Regions from separate parts of the Mus musculus genome. Here regions 2 and 3 are each linked to region 1. A link is a contact called in public HiChIP or PLAC-seq data. All regions are on one chromosome and are shown on one strand. Each heading gives the region's core, a stretch centred on a gene start, on an enhancer-like site or on the middle of the called end of the contact. The rest is flanking DNA. Distances are from core to core; before and after follow the strand shown. Region 1 holds the start of Gng2 (guanine nucleotide binding protein (G protein), gamma 2). Region 2 overlaps Gng2 (guanine nucleotide binding protein (G protein), gamma 2). Region 3 has its middle 35 kb from the start of Gng2.

Region 1 (4,684 bases), core at 818-3,317:
GAGGCTAATGACAGGAAGGGGACATCTTAAAATCTGGGTTTTTAGTTTGAGGAGTTTGGTCGGTCTCTCCTGGAGCCCGGCAGATGAATCTCCTGGGAGGTTTATGACCAGAGTAGAGGGGATACGTTAGGAGGCAGGCACAAATTCCTAGTGATTTCTTGTTTAAAAGATTTTTTTCTAAATAAAAACTTAATAGAAATACCAACCCCTTTCTCATGGAGAGGAGTGAGGGAGGGAGGGAGGGAGAAAGGGAGGGAGGGAAGGAGAGTCTCTTAGCTGGATTAAAAGTAAAGATTTAAAATTTGGTTTAAAATTGACCAAAGTCTTGTTTTTATAATTTCCCCAAACTTTTGAGACCTCCCCCCCCCCTTAGGCTTAGCATTACACACACACACACTATTTTATATATATGTATGTATATATACTTTATGTTGGACATTTCTGGTCTCTTACAATAAAAAAAGATTTCTGAGAAACTTCATGGAACTTGAAATCAAAACAAAAGGAATCTTGGGATTGTTTGAGAACACTCACTGAGAGTAACTTTTGCGCCTGCCAGAATGACATTCGGTAGTCCCCAGGGTGTGCGAGGAAGGCACAGCTGATGAGCCTGCATCAATCTAGATTTTCCTGTCAGATTCCCTCCTGGTGAGTGAAGGTAGGACAGGGCCTTCAAAATACAGTAGCAGATTGCTTCTAATGCTTGAGAAGGTTAGCTTTCTAGGCCTGGCTTCTGAGAGAGGATGGATTTATTTATTAATTACATTTGAGACAGGGTCTCACCATGTAACTCAGAGGAGCTTTGAGCTCAAAGTGATTCTGTTGTCTCAGGCTACAGTACTGAAACTGCAGCTATGACTACCATGCATCACCTCCCTTCAGGAGCAAGGATTCCCTCCTCGCTGCCCTGCTGGTGTTTAAAATGTACCTTCCCCCAAAGTGCTTCCTTAATCCAGAGAAAGAATAACTCAAACCTGGGGTAAATTGTTGCCACAAGCATCAGGGCTCAGCTGTGAACATAACTGGGGGAAGCCAGGGGAACAAACACTGGTGTCCGACCGGCTGTTGACTGTCCGAGCCACTTGTCACCTGAGTTTCAGTCTCTTGTAAATAATAACCGATAGTATGTAATTGAGTATTTTCTCTGCTCTGGGAACTATTTGAAGCACCACGTATCTGTCTGGTCTTACTTCCTTCTCAGATTTTTCCACTGTGAAATATGGTATGATTTTTGCAAGTGGGGAAACTGAGGCATATAGACATTAAGTCATTTGTCTAAGTTTACAGGCAGGAATGACAGCTCAGATTTTAACTCTGGAGGACAGACTGACAATGGTTCTCTTTATTCATGACACTATCCTATTGTCTGAAACAAAGGGCAAAAGAGGCCCCTCAGCCCTACCAATATTAGGTGGGTGGTAGAGGAGGGGATCTATGGCTGGACTGGGAATCCGGGCCACTCAGACCACACCCCTCCCTTCATTCACACTCTCCTCGGACTGTTCTCACTGCTAGATCTACCTCAGCATTGCAGGACTTGGCTTAGCTCACACGTCCCAGAAGTCCTGCGGGTGCCATTATTTTCTAAGCATATGGGTTAAATAAAATCTCAGTGGTAGGGAGACCTTGGGGGAATGAAGCTCCGGAAAGGTTGGCTGGCCACAGAGGAAAAACTCGGCAGCAAGAGGCTGCAAGCTGCTTGGGAATGCAGATAGGCCGTAAATTAGAAGGCGCTGCTGGCTGGCCCCGGATCTCAGGACCAGAGTCTACGCCGGCCCAATAAATACAGTAGCTTCAGTTCAGAATGAGAAAGCAGTTTGGGTGTTGAGGAAACCCACTGAGGCACTGTGTGGACACTGTTGGGAGATGAGCGCTGGGAGATAAGAAAAGGACTGAGAAGACAGTGCAGTGGGGATGGAAGGGCGCTGGAAAAAAGGGGTCCAGGGGATTAGAGCCAAATTAGCATCAGCAGCAGACAAAGCCACTTAGAGGAAGCCCTGAAGTGGTGGGAGAAGCAAACGAGAAAGCTGGCTTGCTACCCGATACTAAGAGAGGAGGAAGTGGGAGATGAGCTGCTTCCTGTAGGAATGAGGATTGAAGACAAAGCTGGGTGGGGACTCAGGCTTGGGCTTCAGGGGCTGCTATACAGACAGACACACGACGCCTCTCGGTGGGCAACTCCTACTACGGCTGGGCTGGGCTGGGCAGGGCTTCGCTGCGCTGGGCTGGGCTGACTGGGCTGGGCTGGGCTGGGCTGGGCTGGGCTGGGCTGGGCTTGGGCTGGGCGGGCCGACCTCACCACCCATCTGCTCCGCCAGGGGAAGCTGCTCTCTAACCAAGCCTCCGGAGCCAAGCAAGGTAAAGGACACGTTTTCCATGTAGCTCCTTTTGAATTGAGATGAAGTGACCATGCTTGTGGGTTTTGGGGTGGATTTCTTAGGGAAGCGAGGAACATTGATTCAGGCTTGGGGGAAATGATTAAGATGGGATTTTAATTTTTTTTTTTTTTTTCGAGAACGATGGTCAGATTTGTGACACATTTTGTTCAGGGTGTGGGGAACCACCCTCAGTGTTTAGGAAAACAAGCTGAATGTAAGAAGTGGTTTGTTTAGCTGGCTCAGCAGACCGACAGGGCTGAGTTGCAGTCAGCTGGGGTGCGAAGCTGCAGTCTGGGCACCCGAGCGTGGCAGACCCTTGTTTTGGGGTGTAAGTGGTGAAAGATGTTAAGCACACTCATATACGTATGTATTTCGGTGAGCCGTCTCTTTGCAACATTATGGCTGTGGTTTGGCTGTGAGGATGTTGGGTTCTTTTGTACATAGATTTTTACCAACAAAGGCTCGCATTTCGAGAGCGAGGGGCCAGTATTTACCTCTAAGGAACTAGTGTCTTCCTCTCCTTGCTGCTACCATTTGTTAGTAGGTCTTACCCTAAAGTTGCATCCTTATTTAAAGGACCATGGCCGGCCTATAACTTGCTGAAAATCGGATACCGGTGTGTAAATGGATTTTATGCCTGTATGAATTTTATCCATCTCTAGATCAAAACGATTGTTAATTCTAGACAGAGATAATATCGAAGTGAGCTGGTTTGTTTCCTTGTCTGTGTATGCTGTACACTGAGTTAATACAATCAGAACACAGTTTTTATTCTGTAAATTTTCTTAAGCACTGGATGCTGATAATGAGTCTGGGATAGTAACTGGTTTGCGTTTATGAGTGATATATATAAAAGTACAATAAAGAGGTCTAACAGGCTTGAACTGAGATTATGGGCTTTTTTGGCAGAACATGTAGGATAAACAGTTTAATAAACTGTGTCATAATTTTTAAAAAATCTTCAACAAAAGTGTAGTTAAGCATAAGAAAGCATTGATTAAAATGATTTTTACTTTTTTATATACAATAAAAGGAGATAGTTTTTCAAAGCAAAGAAAGAGCTTCGTGTGGTAGAATGAAAACAATAAAATGGCATGTTTGAATACTCATGAATTATTAAAATACAAGTTTCTTTTTTTAAGGTCCAAATAATACCAGTGGAGAAAATATGTACTTTTGTGATAAAACCATTGTCAGTTGAAGAAGCCACACAATTGAGATTCAGTTTTGTTTTGTCACCTTTATGAAATTCATTTAGCTTCTCAGAATTTGTCGAGTAGCGGTGCATTTTCTGAGACAGGAAGCTTTCATGGACACTGAAGAAATAAATTTCTATTTTCCTGAGCATGTGTAGGAGTTGCTGTAACCATGGGCTCTTGGGAAGGCTTTCTTGAATTTAATCAAAGCGAGTCATTTCAGGATTCTAAAGTCCCCATCGCATCCTAAAGTGAAATATGTAGCTTCATTCTTCTGGATGGAGACCTAGGCTAGATCTAGAGTCTGGTGATCGCACTGTGTGTCCCTAACTGAAATAGGAAGCTGGGCCTCTGGGCTATAAGGACGGCAGGACTTTCCTTTCATACTGATTCGTCTACAGCCTGTGTTCGCAGATGATGCGACACCCTGCTTTGTTTGGGGATGTCTAGAAAATGTGTGTTACCCCTCCCATGTGTCTCACGGGAGAGTGAGGTGATGAAACCCTGGCCAGTAGGCATAGTAGAGTCAAGGGTGCCCTGCTATCTGTCTGAAAACACCTAAGAGCTGCCTGTTTTGTGCACAGCAGAAAACACTTCCTTAATTGTTAAATTTCAGCTCAAGGCGGAACGTGAGTGAGCAACAGCAGGTCTGTGAGGATGAGGGCAGGATTCTTTCGTAAGCAAGAGCAGATGGGTGGGTGTGCTTCTGCGATGCAGAAGGAGACTATTCCCACCGCTCTGGCCATACAGAACACTCACAGGCATTCTTTTCCTCAGGGTATTTGGTGGCTGGAAAGGGCGTCAACAAACACTGAAATTTTAATGGGATGTGTGTGTGTGTGTGTGTGTGTGTGTGTGTGTTTGTGTTTTCCTGACATATGGTTTATGACTCTTATTATTTTATGGCCAGCCCTGGGCCTCGGGTGATGTGTATGTAGTGATGGCGTTAGCTGAACAACTTTTTAAGACCGATTCTCCAACTTTTAAGTCTAAAAGTAGAACACCTATTCACAAGAATTCAGTATGAGGAGAAGAAAGGAATGTGGAAGAGTGCCAAGGGAACATTTTGGAGGCAACATGCTCTGCCTCCGAAGCCCACTGCTGCCTCTT
Region 2 (4,684 bases), core at 902-3,401, 49 kb after region 1:
GTCTGGGCCACTGCCTCTCTGGCTTTATGTTAGCTGTGCTCCAGCCTTTTCCCACCCCAAGGAGCAGCATAAAGAACTAAAGCAATCTGGGTGGCTAAGTTAGGAGGCATCCGGTGAAGCAGAGAAGAAAGCAGTGTCGTGCCTTTATTCTTCAGGCAGGACCTGAGGCCCTCACCACCCTCTGCCCTACCCTACAAGCCTTCATTCCAGTGAGGCAGGCAGACACTCTGTCCTGATAACGCTTGGACATTCCACTCATTGTTCACACTTGGGTTGTAGAGACCATCACATCCTTTTCTCACTGCAGCTTCTTGGGTTTGTGGAGGCTGCATGGGTCTCTCCTGGGGTGCCTGTTGCAGAAGTCCTCCTCCCTGTTGTGTCTTGTCGGCTTTCATTACTGCTGGGCTTCTCCAGAAACACCATGAGCTCCCCGGAGGAGAAATTCCCCCAACAGAACTGCATGATTGACCCAACCTGACATTCCAGAGCCAGTCTGAGCCTTGGGACTTGCCAGCCTAGGCTCTTTCTTCTGAGATTGCAGAGTCTCATCAGAGGCCAGAGGTACTGCCCAGGGGGCAGGATCCATGGGCAGTCATTCTCAGCAGTGTGTGGTGACCTAGGGCTTCCCTGTGGTCCTGGTAAAGTTCAAGGGGTTTTGTTTGCTTGTTTGCTTCCCTCATGATCTTCATTTCTTTAACACGGAATCCAAAATAACCTGAGTGAACCTTAAACTTGCTATGTGGCCGAGGCTGACTCTGTACTTCTCCATTCTCCTGCCTCCACCACCTGAATGGTGGGATTACAGGTGTGCACCTCCTGCATGGTAGGATAACAGGTGAGCACCTCCTGCATGGTGGGATTACAGGTGTACACCTCCTGCATGGTAGGATTACAGGTGTGCACCACCTGTGAAAGTTTGCTTTTTTTTTTTTTCAATATACTTTTACAAATAGTTGTAGCTGGATTAGGCTACTTTGTGGGTTCTTCTTTCTTCCATCTTTTCCTACCCCTTTTCTTCCACCCTTTCAACCCCCTAACACTAGATAGGAAAGAAAACAAGGATAGAAGTTAGAGGAAAAAGATCCTTGAATAAAGTCAGGTGTCAGAGGAGAGCAATGTTATTGTCAGTATTTCCTCCTGCTGATTAGGGTCATTGAGGTCCTTGGAGCAAGTTTGATTGTCACTGGCAGGATATCGGATTTCTTCTTTCTTATGACTACTTAATGAACCACGACCAATAACAATCCACCACACCTCTCTGGAATTTATATACCCTCTGAAAAGCCCCCAGAATTCCAAATATCATACAATCACAGAAACTATCACCACCTGGCAAAATCATGCCCCTGCTAGAGCAGGAGGCAAATCATAGTCAGCTGCTGTGGACAGTCTGAAGCAGCCCCACATCCCACACCTGAGATTAAAACAACAGTTTATTCTTATACTATTTCTGTGTTTTTAGAAGAACCCAAAATTCCAAAATTGTCACTACAGATGGCACTTAGGTTCCAGTCAGCCTCTGAGTTTGGAGACTGCAGTAGCCCAGTTTGTGCTCAGGGTTATGTCCGTCTCCATTTTTGTTTTCTTGTGGTGGTGGGAATGGGGCCCTGGGCCTGGCACATGCTAGGCAAGGGTCCTGCCCACTGACTTACATTTCCATCCCCTGTCACCAGTCTAATATAGCTGGAGGTGACTAGATAGGGGTCATTTGGGAACATAAGCTGGACAAATCAGATCAAAGCTGGCTGGAAGAGGACCGCCGTCTTAGGCGACCTCCACAGTCTAATGCAGAGGAAGAAGCCCCGCCATTAGGCCCCTGTCCCTGCATTCACTGGTCTCCTCTGAGTCTTCCCAAGGGATCCTCTGTTTTGAGGGTGCCCAGGACATATGAAAGACCTGTCATTTCCATGTTTACTGTTATGTCCCAAATAACAACATCTGCTTAGAGAGTGATGTCTGTGGCTTTTGTTGTAGTTGTTTTAAATCTCCATAAAGCTTCAAAGAAACCACAGGAATAAGATACTTCAAGTGAGACTCTCGAATTAATCCGTTCATTTGTAAGTGAAATGCCTAATTAAGGCAGGCTCGGGATCGCCTCAGCAACCCTGCTCTGGTGGATCCGGTGGCTCATGACTGGCCCTTGTGTTTTCTCAGATGTTGGCAGAAGAGTGTGTTAAGTGTCATGTGAGATAAACTGGCCCTGCTGCCTACCAGCCTCCTATTGGTAGCTCTGAGAGAAACCAGATAACAGGATGTGTTGAGTCTCTCAGTTATCATGGGAGAGAGGGGAAGGAGCAAGACACTTCTTGTCCTTGCCCTTTGGCCAGCAGTCACCCACAGTGCCATCAGGAAGAACCAAGAGCCTGCTGCTTCATGATGACGCTCTTGTTTACCTTCAAGGCTTTTCTTTCCACATAGGAGACTGCTTTCACTTCAGTCATTTGTCAGATAACTAGAGCACCTGAGGTGCTCACCATTGTGACCTGGCTCTCATCTTACTCAGTGTTCCATTGCTGTGAAGAGACACCGTGGTAACTCTTATAAAGGAAAGTATTTAATTAGGGCTTTAGTTCAGAGGTTTAGTCCACTATCAGCACAGCAGGGAACATGGAGGCACATGGGCAGACATGGTACTGGAGAAGGAGCTAAGAGTTGTACATCCAGATCCAAAGGCAGCAGGAGGTGGAAAGAGAGAGAGAGAGAGAGAGAGAGAGAGAGAGAGAGAGAGAGAGAAGTCAGATTAGCTCTGGCTTGGAGTTTTAAAACCCCAACTCAACCCCCTTCCCCCCACCCCCCAGTGACACACTTCCTCCAACAAGGAAGGGCACCTGTCCTAGTCCTTTTTTCATGCAAACCACCACTGCTATTAAGAATCAATGGCCACTTGCTCATCTGTGTTCTGCACTTTCCCCTTCTCCTTATTACTTATTATCTTACAGTAAGGGTCCAGAGATGGCTCAGCTGGTAAAGTGCCCTGCAAGCACAAGGATCTGAGATTGACCCCCCAGACCCCCTGTGAATAAGCCAGGCGGGTGGTGTGCACTTACATTCCTGGTGCTGGTGAGCTGGAGAAACGCCAGCCACTGTGGCCTGACTGGAGAATTCCAGGCCAATGAGAGACCCTGTCTCAAATAGCAAGGTGTCCAAGGAATGAACGACACCCAAAGTTTATCCCTGTCTTCTACACATACATATTTGTGTGTGTTGTGTGTGTGCATGTGTGTGTACCTGCATACACATGTATATCCCTACAAAAGAAACACACACAGAGACAGACAGAAACAAACACACATAGAGCTAGAGGGAGAGAGGGGGAATGCATATAAGGACACTATTTTCAAGGAAGAGCAAACACTTAGTACAGTCAACTAAGATCCTTCTGAATAAGAACATCAATGTTTGGTTTTTTGTTTGTTTGTTTGTTTTTTGGTTTGTTTTATATTTTCATTACAGGGTTTCTCTGTGTAGCCCTGGCTGTCCTGGAATTAACTCTGTAGACCAGGCTGGCCTCGAACTCAGAAATTCGCCTGCCTCTGCCTCCCAAGCGCTGGGATTAAAGGCATGCGCCACCAGTGCCCGACGAACATCAGTGGACATGAAATTCCACTCAACAGTTTGCACCTTTATTCAGGAAAGAATGTGTCTGAGTGTAGTAACCAGGGCAGACCTCAACAGTGTCTTTTCTCCTTTGTACACTGTTCTGCCCCAAGTTAGAGAACAGAAGCGTAAGTGAGCTCAGAAGCTGGCCTGCCGAGGGGTACAGGGGGAACTTAGATTAGAGGCAGGAAGCTAGCCCGAGGCAAACTGAAGGTACTGGGCAAACAAACTACTGTGAGTGTGTGTGCGTTCACCCCTTTTCTCCTTAACAGAAAAGTGGTGTGTCTCTCAAATGCTTTTTTAGATTACATACGTTTATTCTTTGGCAAATTCATATGTGGTATATAATGAATTCTGAATACACTCACTCCCTAGTGCTCTCTCACTGCCCTCCCTAAAGTACTTCATGGAAAAAAAATGTCATCACTCTAAACAAGTGCTCTCAAAGAGTGTGTCCTCAGCCTGGAAGGGACACTTTCCCCTGCAAGGGGAGTTAAGGGATGCAGGGAACACCACAGATGCCTCAACCAGCAGCAGTTCCCGGGGAGGGGGAGGGGGAAGGGGAGGGGGAGGGGGAAGGGAAGGGGGAAGGGGAGGGGGAGGGTTGGGACACTGTGGAGGTATACAACAGCTCATAAGGTTTCTTGAAAGATAAACCTATGGTGGGTCTTTTTTTAGAGGGGGAGGCGTTTGAAGGACAATACCATAGGACTACTGTAGTAGTTTTGCCCTTGAGAATAGGAGCCTATGTGTTTTTCTCAAGAGCTTTGCCCTTGAGAATAGGAGCCTATGTGTTTTTCTTCATCTTTCCTGAACAGCATTAATGGGGTGAATGAATGAAATCCAGCCCCTGGTCTCCCTAAGTTATTTTCTTTTGCATAAAATGTCTTGGTATCAGTAACAGCTGATATTCTCTAAACAGGGCTAATTTAGGGAGAAAACCGTATTTTAGAACTCTTATCATTTAGCCAGAAGAAAACACTGAAACAGAGTGGGTGCTAAAACCCAGCCATCCTGTGCCCTCCAAAGACAGATGGAAGAGTTACCAGAGTAGGACCCTCCAAAGACAACCGGGAAAGGCTGCCCT
Region 3 (4,684 bases), core at 943-3,442, 35 kb before region 1:
TGCTGTAAACAAACTGCTTTTATTATGTTGAGGTATGTTTCTTGTATTCCTAATCTCGGCTTGGGAAGTTTTTGTTTGAATTTTCCTGCAGCGTACTCTCATGGAGTTCACACGCATGCTCGTATGACTATGTTTTGTTTTCTTTGGGGACAGCTGACAAGAGTGGCATTGCTGGAGCTTACGGTGTTTCTGCTTAGCTTTCAGGGACTGCTAAACTGAATCTATATCACTTTACTTTTCTACTGTCAGTCCAAGGAGGTTCCCATTTAAACTCATCCTTGTCAACATGTGATATTGTCTGTCTTTTTGATCAGTGGCATTCTGCTTGTCTGTCATAGTGTCTCATTGGGGTTTTACTGTGCATTGTGCCCATGATCAACTATAATGAACATCTTTTCATAGTCTAATCTTTGTTTTTGTATCTTCTTTGGTGAAGTCTCTAAATTTTTTTTCCCAACAGACATGAAGTTGGGTGGAGTCAAAGGCTTTAAGGAGTGTTTGAAGAGGAAATAGAAGTTCATTATGATCATGTTTCATTGACATACATATGTGGCATTATTAAGAATCAAAAATGTAATTTAAAAATTGGATCGGTTATTATTCATTTGTAAGAATTTTTATGTACATTCTGGTTATAGATTCTCTGTCATATGTATGATTTGTAAATTATTTCTCTTGGTCTGTACCTCATCTTTTTATTCTCTTATTGCTTTCTGTGATATCACAGATTGAACCAGGTGTCTCATCTTAGGCAAGTATTTCACCAATGATTTAGACCTCAGATTACTTTAAACTTTTTTTTTTAAGTAATTATTTAATGTGTGTGAATTCACTGTCACTATCTTCAGACACACTAGAAGAGGGCATCGGATTCATTACAGATGGTTGTGAGCCACCATGTGATTGCTGGGAATTGAACTCAGGACCTCTGGAAGAGCAGTCAGTGCTCTTAACCACTGAGCCATCTCTCCAGTCCTACTTTTAACTTTTTATTTTAAGACAGTGTATTAGTCAGGGTTCTATAAGAGAGCAGGCTGAGCAAGCCAGGTGAGGCAAACTAGTAAAGAACATCCCTCCATGGCCTCTGCATCAGCTCCTGCTTCCTGACCTGCTTGAGTTCCAGTCCTGACTTCCTTTGGTGATGAACAGCAGCATGGAAGTGAGCAGGAAGTAGCAACCACTTTGGACTCATTGGTAACACATATGCGTATCAGAGAATGGGAAATAAATCCAACTTGCTTCTTGGTCATGATGTTTGTGCAGGAATAGAAACCCTGACTAAGACAGACAGGATCTCATTAAGTTTCACAAATTGACCCTGGACTCATTCTGTAACCCAAGCTGCCCTTAACCTTGGAATTCTCCTGCCTCAGCTACCAAAGTACTTAGAATTATAATCCTGACTCACTAAGCCTGGCTTAATAATGTTTTTTAAAGCATGAAAAAAATTTAACTTTAATAAGATTCAATTATTTGTCTATTACATGTTTGATATCAATATCTTTATATTATATCAAAACAAATCTTATACAATATTTCATATTAAACTACACATGTGTACTAAATCAATGCAATATTGTTACACTAAATATATTTTATGAGGAAAATTTGTGCTAAAGCTTTTCCCATCACCCTATCTGACCTACTTTGTACTTTGAGTAAAATCAGAAGTAGCACCCTGTCATAAAGGTCCTCAGAGCTACTGTAGAAGAAATCCACCTCCTACCACTTAGCACAGGATACTAAATCCAGCACCTGGGCCGCTGTGTTGTGCAGGCACACTTCCTAAACAAGGCTTAGCTGAATGGTGTTAGTTGAGCAAACAAAGCCACACAGATGCTCTTCTGCCTGCCTTTTGATTTTCCTTCCTGTGCTGTTTCCCGTTTGTGTTTTTGACATTTTCTTTTGTGTGTAGAGTGTTTTGCCTTGTGTTTTTCCTGCTTCTGCTGGAGTCGTCACTATGTGAACAGGAGACCCTCACATCCCTGAACAAATGGTCTCCCAAAATGCTTCTTGATTGCCACACTCTCATTTGCTGATGGAAGAAACACACCTGCCTCTTGTTGAGCAGCACACACGTTAGGAGCAGACGCATCCTTGCCTTATGCTTCTGAGCAGCTTTCTCTCTGGTGCTGAGCACACCGAGAAAGTCAGGGTCTAGAAATAGAGTTGTGACGTGGAGTGTGCAGAGTCCCTTTCCATGTGGTAAGGCACATGCAGGGGGTGGGGTAGGGCGAAGGCTTCATTCTGAATACCAAATCCAAGAGGCACCTGGGAGGATTTACCGCTTTTGAGTCATCCACTGGTAGACAAAAGAAGATAACCACAACTGACACATAGATGCTGGATGGTGGGTAAGCAAGAGAAGAAGGAGAAGAGGGGGCGGTTAGTGAAGTAGAAGACAGCAGAGTACAGAGATGCTGGACAAGAGTGTGGACCGATCATGGTCAGTGTAACTTGCAGTGATATGAAGAGAGGATCTTGACTTTGCACGGAGGAGGGATGCAGATCACTCTGAGATGAAGGGATGAAGGGAAAGGAAGATCAGCTGCTAGAGATAATTACTTTTGCTTGGCTGGAATGAAATACAGGGATGTGTCGTGACGGATGAAATCTACGCTCTGTCATGAGATAGGACGTGATGTCATCCGGAGAGTTTAAGGAGGAGAAATAGAATGAGGATGTTTTGGAATTGTGAATGAAGGCTAGAGACAGGCCAGAAATGGAGGCAACAGGAAGCGAAGGATTCCTTTTTAAAAAACAGATAAATAAGTATTAATAGAATGATTCATAGGATATGAAGGCTGCACAGTGTTCTCCAGTCACACATGAGGGTAAGTATTTATAAGCAGATCTTACTTACCTTCAGGGAAGGCTGACAAGAGGATAGATACTTGTGGGAGCAGGACATAGGCACAGGCACTTTTGAAGCTGCCCATGTAAATCTTACATGAAGATGACTTTGGAAAATATCAGGCTCATACATTAGGCCAGGAGTTCTCAAAGGATGCTCTCCCAAAGGAAAAACTCAAGGCAAAACACTCTACACACAAAAGAAAATGTCAAAACAAAACAAAACAAAACAAACAACAAACCCTAGGCAGATGCTCTCCAGTTCCACCCAAGCCTACTAAGTCAGAATTCAGTAAGAGAAGTAGGTTTCAGCTCACTTTGTTAAAGCTTGGCAGTCACTAAATGGGAAGAGAGAAAGGCATGCTAGTCCTGGTGATCTTTGGGAGCAAACGTGCTGGCAGGACTCATAGCTGCTGACAGGCATCCACAAATGACAACTAACTCTCTTCTGAGCCTCGGAAAGGCCAAAGAAAGAAAAGCTGGCTACTGTGCTGGATGGTCACCTGTACGTATGTTCAAATATTCCAGGAATGTGGCAGGATTTTGGAATTGTGGGGGAACTTACAATGCTGACCATATGTCTAGAGCATCAGTGTTAACAAAGAAATTAAAAAAAAATGGGTCTGGGTGGTAGTGGTGCACTCCTTTCGTCCCAGCACGTGGGAGGCAGGGGCAGGAGGATCTCTATGAGTTCAAGGCCAGCCTGGATTATTTGGAACTACAGAGCAAGCTCCAGGACAGCCAGGGCTACACAGAGAAACCCTGTCTTGAAAAACAAAACCAGACAAAACGGGAACACCCAGCAGAACAAAAGTTAACGGAGGAAATCCTTGTTTGTCTGTGATGAAAAGCAGAGCACAGAGCTGTGTGTACTCTGCTCCGAATCCCCGGCTCCTATCTAGGGCTATGTACGGGAGAGAGAGGCCAGCAGCAGGGCAGAAGCAAGAGATCATGTATGTTTAGTAAGGCAGGCTTCATCCAAGGGTAGTGGGAAGACATTGTCAAGAAGAAAACATTGGCTATAGCCCAGCTTACCTAGCATGCATGAAACATCGGGTTTTTATCACCAGTATTTTAGTGTTATGCTGCTATGAAGAGTCACCATGACCATGACAACTCTTAGAAAATAAGGCATTTATTTGGGGCTTGCTTACAGTTTCAGAGATTTAGTCCATTTCCATCATGGCAGGAACCCTGGTGACTTGCAAGTGAACATGGCTGCAGGAGAAGTAGCTGAGAGTTCTATACCCAGATCTGAAGACAGAAAGAGAGAGGCACTGGGCCTGGCTTGGGTCCTTAAAATCTCGAAGTTCACCTCCAGTGACACACTTCCTCCAACAAGGCCACACCCCCTAATCATCTCAAATAGTGCCATTCCCTGGTGACCAAACATTCAAATCTACGAGTCCATGGGACCCATTGTTATTCAGTCACTATGACATAGAACTGAGCATGGTGTCACATGCCTGTAATTCCACCACTGGTGGGGGCATATGAAGACAGGAGGATCACAAGTTTGAGATCATTCTTGGATACATAGAAAATTAGAGGCCAGCCTGGGCTACATAAGACCCTGTCGAGGGAGGAGGAGGAAAAGGAGGAGGAAGAGGAAGAGGAGGAGGAGGAGGAAGTAGAACAAGAAAATATTGAAGCATTTCTGTTGTGTGGAATGGAGCTGCAAAGGGTAAGAGCTTGCAGAGGTGGGTTGAGGGTGGAAAGAGTCAGAAGTTGCAGGATAGATGCTTGGGTGTAAAACACTGGGAGAGGTCAAGTACGATTTGTCTTCCTGACGGGTGTGATTATCAGTATGGGAAGCCTTGGTCCAACTGCT

Evidence for each region. HiChIP or PLAC-seq counts read pairs in DNA pulled down with a chosen protein or histone mark.
Region 2: a contact with region 1 is called in an H3K27ac HiChIP or PLAC-seq map of heart atrium, with 12 read pairs. The contact joins the enhancer-like site here to the promoter of Gng2 in region 1. A contact is called at or near these places in 10 of 39 promoter capture datasets (the 3T3-L1 cell line, the HPC-7 cell line, Sertoli cells and 5 more), 11 of 484 Hi-C or Micro-C datasets (the G1E-ER4 cell line, the N1E-115 cell line, cortical neurons and 7 more), 21 of 115 datasets of contacts at active chromatin or transcription factors (CD8 T cells, the HPC-7 cell line, astrocytes and 12 more) and 3 of 9 other capture datasets (adipose tissue, liver and pancreatic islet).
Region 3: a BATF HiChIP or PLAC-seq map of CD8 T cells shows a contact between it and region 1, with 15 read pairs. The contact joins the enhancer-like site here to the promoter of Gng2 in region 1. A contact is called at or near these places in 4 of 39 promoter capture datasets (cranial neural crest, liver, macrophages and 1 more), 1 of 15 datasets of contacts at CTCF or cohesin (CD8 T cells), 13 of 484 Hi-C or Micro-C datasets (CD4 T cells, CD8 T cells, LSK cells and 7 more), 11 of 115 datasets of contacts at active chromatin or transcription factors (CD8 T cells, T-cell acute lymphoblastic leukemia, Th17 cells and 7 more) and 3 of 9 other capture datasets (adipose tissue, liver and pancreatic islet).

What each region holds. Positions count from the first base shown.
Region 1 is chr14:19,974,632-19,979,315 of GRCm38.p6, reverse strand. It overlaps Gng2 (guanine nucleotide binding protein (G protein), gamma 2), which reads left to right and starts at 2,067. Exons shown (of 4, transcript NM_010315.4): 1 at 2,067-2,358.
Region 2 is chr14:19,925,583-19,930,266 of GRCm38.p6, reverse strand. All of the region lies in intron 2 of Gng2 (guanine nucleotide binding protein (G protein), gamma 2), which reads left to right. Among named protein-coding and RNA genes, the nearest start is that of Gng2, 49 kb to the left of the region's middle. Within about 2 kb of position 2,151, at least 31 of the 459 cell types and tissues checked have an H3K27ac peak or open chromatin away from gene starts, as enhancers often do. A contact at or near this core is called in the G1E-ER4 cell line, the N1E-115 cell line, heart atrium and 1 more, where this site is marked.
Region 3 is chr14:20,010,194-20,014,877 of GRCm38.p6, reverse strand. No RefSeq gene overlaps it. Among named protein-coding and RNA genes, the nearest start is that of Gng2, 35 kb to the right of the region's middle. Within about 2 kb of position 2,192, at least 31 of the 459 cell types and tissues checked have an H3K27ac peak or open chromatin away from gene starts, as enhancers often do. A contact at or near this core is called in CD8 T cells, the MNK3 cell line, Th1 cells and 3 more, where this site is marked.